Linked DNA regions of Triticum aestivum: region 1 is linked to region 2. A link is a contact called in public Hi-C data. All regions are on one chromosome and are shown on one strand. The core of a region is the stretch at or near the end of the contact, and the rest is flanking DNA. Distances in the headings are between cores, read along the strand shown. Region 1 holds the start of LOC123137466 (probable prolyl 4-hydroxylase 4). Region 2 holds the start of LOC123137404 (E3 ubiquitin-protein ligase SIRP1).

Region 1 (2,939 bases), core at 6-2,505, 300 kb after region 2:
TTGACATTGGTGCTCGCATTTTTCTGGATTTATTTCAGGCCTTCTGACGATGTGCATTAAGTGGAAGAAGGTATCCTACTACGAAGGTGTCTGTGACGACTTCATCAATCTCATCACGATGTGTCAGCTCAGTCTATCGAAGATGCTCACAGGGTAGGATGTGCGTGCGTGCTTGCGTTCATTAGGATGAGTATATGTTGGTGTATGTGAGCGAGTTTGATTGCATTGTGTTAAAAAAAACATTGCCTTAGAATATTTTCCTAGATTCACCTTGTAGGCCTGCCCAACACGCTAGGTAAACACGGTTTGTTACGCAAACCAATCCGTGGTTGGATGGTTAGGCAGACAGGGTATCCCCATCCCACCACTACAGTGACTTCATAAAATCTCAAGACGATATGCCGGCTCAGTCGCTCGGAGGCGCATTTTATTTTTGCGAAAAAACTTCCAATCTATTCATCTTCAATCATGACAGTACAACGAACACAAGAAATAAAAATTACATTCAGATCCGTAGACCACCTAGCGACGACTACAAGCACCGAAGCGAGCCGAAGACGCGCCGCCGGTATCACCCCTCCATCGCCGGAGTCAGGCATAACTTGTTGTAGTAGACAGTCGGGAAGTCGTCGTGCTAATGCCCCATAGGACCAGCGTACCAGAACAGCAACCGCCACCAATGAAGAATAACATAGGCTGGAAGGATTCAATCCGGAGACACACGAACGTAGACGAATAGGATCCGAGCAAATCCACGAAAGATAGATCTGCCGGAGACACACCTCCACGCGTCCAACAACGATGCTAGATGCACCGCCAGAACAGGGGCTAGACGGTGAGACCTTTATTCCATTTTTAGGTAGCCGCCGCCGTCTCGCCTCCTTAGCAGGACACAAACCCTAAACCCTAGACCGGGGTGCCGAGCCTTGCCGAGTCGCTCCTCAGAACCAGTCCTCTCAAGTCTCGCCCTATATGGCGCCACCTACTCAAGTACACACACTATTGTTTGAGATTGGTGTTTCTTTAATCTGGTTTGTGATTTGTGAGGAACCACTGCTTGGAAACGGAATGATTCAGCCAAAAGCCAGCCATGGCCGGGTAAAGAAAGTGTCAGACACGGAACCAACGAGGCACCACATAAAATAAGCTTCCCCTTTTGTCCTTGTGTCCACCGTTGACCAGCAGCAGACAACGAGCGGTTCCAAGGCCAACTCAACCAACCAACCAACCAACCAACCCAAACCGCCTCCACCACCACCTTCCCTCCGCCGCGCGCCAAAACCCAATCAATCCCGCCGCACGTGCGCCGCCCAAGCTCCTCATTCCCTCCCATGGTCCACCACCACCGCCGTGCTCATGCCGCGTCGTGCCGCCCGTAAACAAACGCCGCGGAGGGGGAGGTGAATTCTTTTTTTCTCGGGTGGGAGGGGAGGAGAGGACGCCGCTGCTGTGCACAGTACGGGACAGTTGTCCGGGGAGAATAGTTTAATTCTCCGGGCCGGGTGGGGGGTGCGGGGCCGGCCTAGGTAATGGCCGCCGTGCCCTCGACCGTGCGCCTCCTCCTCCCGCACCTGCAGACCCCGCCCCGGCTTCCAGGGGTCGTCGTCTCCGCGCCGCCGCTCCTCTTCCTCCTCCTATCCGCCTCGCCTTTCTTGTCGCGGCCTTCCCGGTGGTTAGGGGGAGGAGTCGTTGGGCTAGCTCCTTCTTGGTTAATTTAGGAGGAGGGCCCTGCGCCTCTGGTGGGGGAGGAGGGATTCAGTCCACGGCTCTCCCGGGCGGCGCTGCGGTGGCCGGATTTGCTGTTGGCGGCAAAACTGCTGCTGATTCGGTGGGTTCCTGCTTCGCCTCCGCACTGCTGTGATTTCTGTTTCATTTTGTGCTGTTTTCTCTCCTGTTCATCTCTGTCTCTCTGTTGCGAGCTGTAATGTGCAGTGGATTCTCAAGATCCCGTGTGTCAGATACAGATAGGTAGCCTACTTTTTGGAAAGGGCGTGCTCTGTGGATGTGGGGGCTGTTTTTGATGTGAAAGGCTTCTGTTTACTTTTGCTTGGGCCATATATCTGTTCTTCCACGTCTAGAGTGAAGGAATTTGAATTTGAATTTGAAGAACAATTTAGATCCAGGAGGTTCTTTTGGGGTGTAAATATTCTCCTTCATTTCCTCTTTTTTTTTTCTGGGACAAGTATATGTACATGCTTTTTTCCCCCTATTTATTTGTGCTGATGTCAGAGTTACCCCCCTGTTCATCTAATTAGTATTTCCTTGAGATGAACCGGGCAATCTTTAATTTCTACCAAATAATGCGGTCAGATTTGAGCCGGGAATAATAAGCTTCGGTTGTTTTCGGCGGATTTCAAAGGGAATGGCGTTTCCAGATGATGAAAAGATGAAGGTATGTGTCTCTTGTTTCACCCCATTTTGCTCCTCTTTCTTAGTTTCAGAGATACATCATTGACTTAAGAATTTGGCTTTACATCATTGTACTCTAGGGCTGTCGTCCAAAGATTTTTGGGGCGAAAGATAAGAAAGCCGCAAAGAAGACAGACCGTCCAAGCTCCTCCGCTGGTAGTTAATCTTAATTCTTTTGGAAGCTGAATAATTGAGTCACTGTCTTGTAGCAACGTGATCACAAGTAACAAATAGATGAGCGCAATTTTATCAAAATTTAGTTCATCTGGGTTCAAATTTTTTTTGTTAAGTTGGTTGTCAGTTCATTAAGTCCATTGAGCCTCTGTCAACTTCGTATAATCAGTGCTACGAAGAAGCAGCCTGTTCAATGGAATATGCTAGAATTCATGTGTTCAAGATTCAAGAATACACATTTTGACATTTTGTATCGAATTCGGTACCATGTTAATAGGATTTCGTGATGATACTGTTCCATGTTCTCTTGTCATCTGCAGTTAAGTCTGCACCAAGCTCCTCCAAGGCACAATCTT
Region 2 (3,264 bases), core at 669-3,168:
CACAAGGCAGCTGCTTAGCCTGGGACCCTATATCAAGATCATCAAGACAGACTGAACAGCTGACGACCTCTTCGATTTTGACCGTGGGCAGGGCTTCGACTGCTTCTTTCTTCGTTGGAGGAGTACCATACCGGCTTGGGTCATTCTCAGCCAAATGTTGAAGAAGCAGACTAAGCCCTGCCCCGAGGACATACTCGTCTAGCAAACCATCATCATTATTTGCGTTACCATGGTCACCTCGGTCCTCGTCAGGGTCAAGCGCTGCACCTTGTAGAGCGAGGGCCTGGTTGAAAGCACTGATCAGAACGGAGTTGTCCCTTTCCCTGTCATCTCTAAGGTCATCATGGATGCTATCAAGCACACGGCGCAGTGCCGATGCCCGTCGATGCCTTCTGATGAAACCCTCAAACTCACGGCCTATATCACTATTCTCTTCATCATCGCTGTCCCCCGGCGATCCTGCCTGCTCAAAAGGGTTGTCCAGAGGGTCCCACTGAGTTGCCCCTTGCTCTGTCAATGCCTCAACCTGCTCAACGGTCATCTCTTCGACGAACCCACCATCACACAATGGACACTTGAGCTCCTCCACCATGGCCTCCTCGACAGCCTGCTGACATTCATGGCACCAGTAGCGCGTGATGTCAGCTTCTGCCATAACGCCAATCCTTCGGTCGATCAAGCGTAGCACATGAGCAGAAGACAAATCTGTGAACCGTGCACAATGAGTCAGTTGAAGGGTAATAATCTGCATAAATCCCCAAGAAAACAACCACACATGAGATAATTTATCATCCATGAGAATAAGTGCAGCATATCAGGAACAATTTTATCAAGAACAAGTGGAACAACATGAGAAGCATGGTGTCCATGTGTGACTAAATTCCACACTGCAATGGCAATCAGGCATATCTCACAGGAGATCAGCATGGCGGACAAGAACAAGGAGAAGAACAAAGCTAGGTCTTGCATCTAACACAAAGTTAGCTCTAATATTTCTGATTCTTTAGGAACAGGAGTGGCAGACAGCCCTAATAATTCCTAAAGAGAATACCCAACTGAAGCCGCGGCGACACCGAGATCTCCGAGAAGGGGAGGCGGAGATCAAGAGCCTGGATTCCCAGCCCAAGAATGAGGTGCCGATTCTATTCTACGGGGAACAGGGTACTATTCCCACCTAAAAGAAGAGCGAAAACAAGGGACCAATTCGGACACTTCTCAAGATTCACACAACATCGGGCTGCCCCGGAAACAAAATTAGCGGCGAGACCCGTCGTCGATCCCAACCTAAACAAATCCTCGCATAAATCCCCGAACGAACAGGCACCCTAATCGATCCTTCGCAACAGAACGATATTATATTATTCGATTCGACGGGAGGGGGGATGGAACAGGCTCCACCGTGTTCTTGATTTGGAGCACACCGGGGCGAATTAGCAACCCCCAAAAAAACCATCTTTTGCTCGAAACTAAGCATCGAGAGAAGAAAGAAGTCGCTGACCTTTGGCTTTTCTCCCGTGGATCGGATTGGATCGGATTGGATGGAGTGGAGGCGGCCCCCCTGCTCCTGCTCCTGCTCCTAGTCCTCCCTCGCTGGAGGTAGGCCAAAGACGAACAGGAAGGGAGTTGCAGGGCAGGTTAGCTTGACTGGTGGATACTTTACTCCCCGGCCCCTAGAGGTTATCGTCCCTCTCCTTTTCCTTCATCGTCAAGAAAAATACCAGGGAGGATTTTTTTATATCTTCCAGGGCGCAAATCTCCAAGAGGAAATAATTTAGTTTCGGATCCCACCACACCAGCAAAGCGAAGTTTGTTATGGGTTGGAAGCACACAAAGCTTCTGATCTTTTTGGGGGATCTTTTTTATTTAGGTGATGGGGATTGAGGGTTTGGCCGATGGATAGGGCGTCCTTCTCATCATCCGGAGAAGAGCGGGCCACCTGTAAACTAGGCGCCTGATGGGTTATCTGCCCTGTTTTGTCGGTGTGCTAGCTAACTTCTGATGGCTTTGCTCTGGACTGATTATGCAGGATTCGTGCAAGTTTTGTTTTTGCTTTTGATATTTTGTCGGAGATTTTCCAATGATGGTTGGTGCTGCTTGATGGGCCAAACCAAAGAAGCATGAAGCATTGAAGCGTGAGGTTGCCGTGGCGTGTACAGTGACACAGAGTAGTCACGTGGTCAGTGGTCCTTGTTTGTCAAACCTTGCGTCTCCAGAGTTAATGGCAGCACGTAGCTCGGGATATGTTGGGCTGATCTCTCCACGTCGGGGTGAGATGGCAGCTTAACCCGGGCCACAGGTGCAGTACTTGTGGACTGTTGATCTCAGTTCAATCAATGGGCGAGATGGCTCATTGTGAGAGAAGTTCTGTCTAGATTAGTGGTTGATCGTTGATTTTCACCAAACTTGTTCATTGGCGGCTCCAACTTGGTTGGATTGACTCCAAACTTGGTGGATTCGTTCCACACTTGAAGCGCTTCGATTTGGTTGGTTTGGTCAATTAGAGCATCTCCAGCCGCGTCCCAACAGGCCCTTTCCAGGCGTTTTTGCCGCGCCGGCGCCAAAAAAACGGCCCAGTCGCCCCCCTCCAGAAGCCCGTTTTTCGCCGGCTCGGGCCGAAACTGATGCCAGCGGACCCAGGCAGAACCCGGCGCCCTGGGGGCGCCTGGGGCGCCGGCACAAGCGAAAAGGGCGCGTGGGTCCGCATTGTCGGCGAGTCGAGCGCCTCTTCCCGCCGTTTCTTCCCACTTTTTCCCACTTCCCTCCCATTTCCTCCTTTCCGCCAATCTACCTCCCGCTCGCCTCCCAGCCGGCCGCCATGGCACCGAAGAAGTACGCCGTTCCCCGCGCCGCGGCAACCGCGACCGCCTCCGTCGCCCAGACGAAACAGAGGAAGCCGAGGGCGCCGCCGTCCAAGCCACCGGGCATGACAAACACCGATTGGAGGGTAGAAGTGCAGCGACGGGAGGCCGTCACCGCCGACCGGCGGAACAGGGCCCTCGCCAAGAAGGCCCGCGACAACGCGGCACGCGCGGCTCCCGCTGCCGCTTCGGCGGACCAGGCCGAGGCCGAGGGGACTCGCGCGGGGATGATGAATCCCCCCGGCAACCACGCGCAGTATGCGCCCTGGGGCCAGCAAGGCGTCGGGTCTCCGTCGCCGCAGCCATGGGGATCGCCGGGCTACACCGACGGGGACGCGCACGGTGGGTTCAACCCAAACGTCACTTTCCCCCATGGACACCCGGCCCAGCGCACGCCCTCGCCCGC

Evidence for each region. A called contact is a pair of places that touch in the nucleus more often than the background predicts.
Region 1: a Hi-C map of leaf shows a contact between it and region 2, with 4 times the contacts expected there. The contact joins the promoter of LOC123137466 here to the promoter of LOC123137404 in region 2. A contact is called at or near these places in 2 of 5 Hi-C or Micro-C datasets (both in leaf).

The regions. Positions count from the first base shown.
Region 1 is chr1B:547,623,852-547,626,790 of IWGSC CS RefSeq v2.1, forward strand. It overlaps LOC123137466 (probable prolyl 4-hydroxylase 4), which reads left to right and starts at 1,256. Exons shown (of 19, transcript XM_044557258.1): 1 at 1,256-1,828; 2 at 2,311-2,392; 3 at 2,490-2,565; 4 at 2,904-2,939. The coding sequence starts at 2,363.
Region 2 is chr1B:547,321,019-547,324,282 of IWGSC CS RefSeq v2.1, forward strand. It overlaps LOC123137404 (E3 ubiquitin-protein ligase SIRP1), which reads right to left and starts at 1,919. Exons shown (of 2, transcript XM_044557157.1): 1 at 1,499-1,919; 2 at 1-705. The coding sequence starts at 655.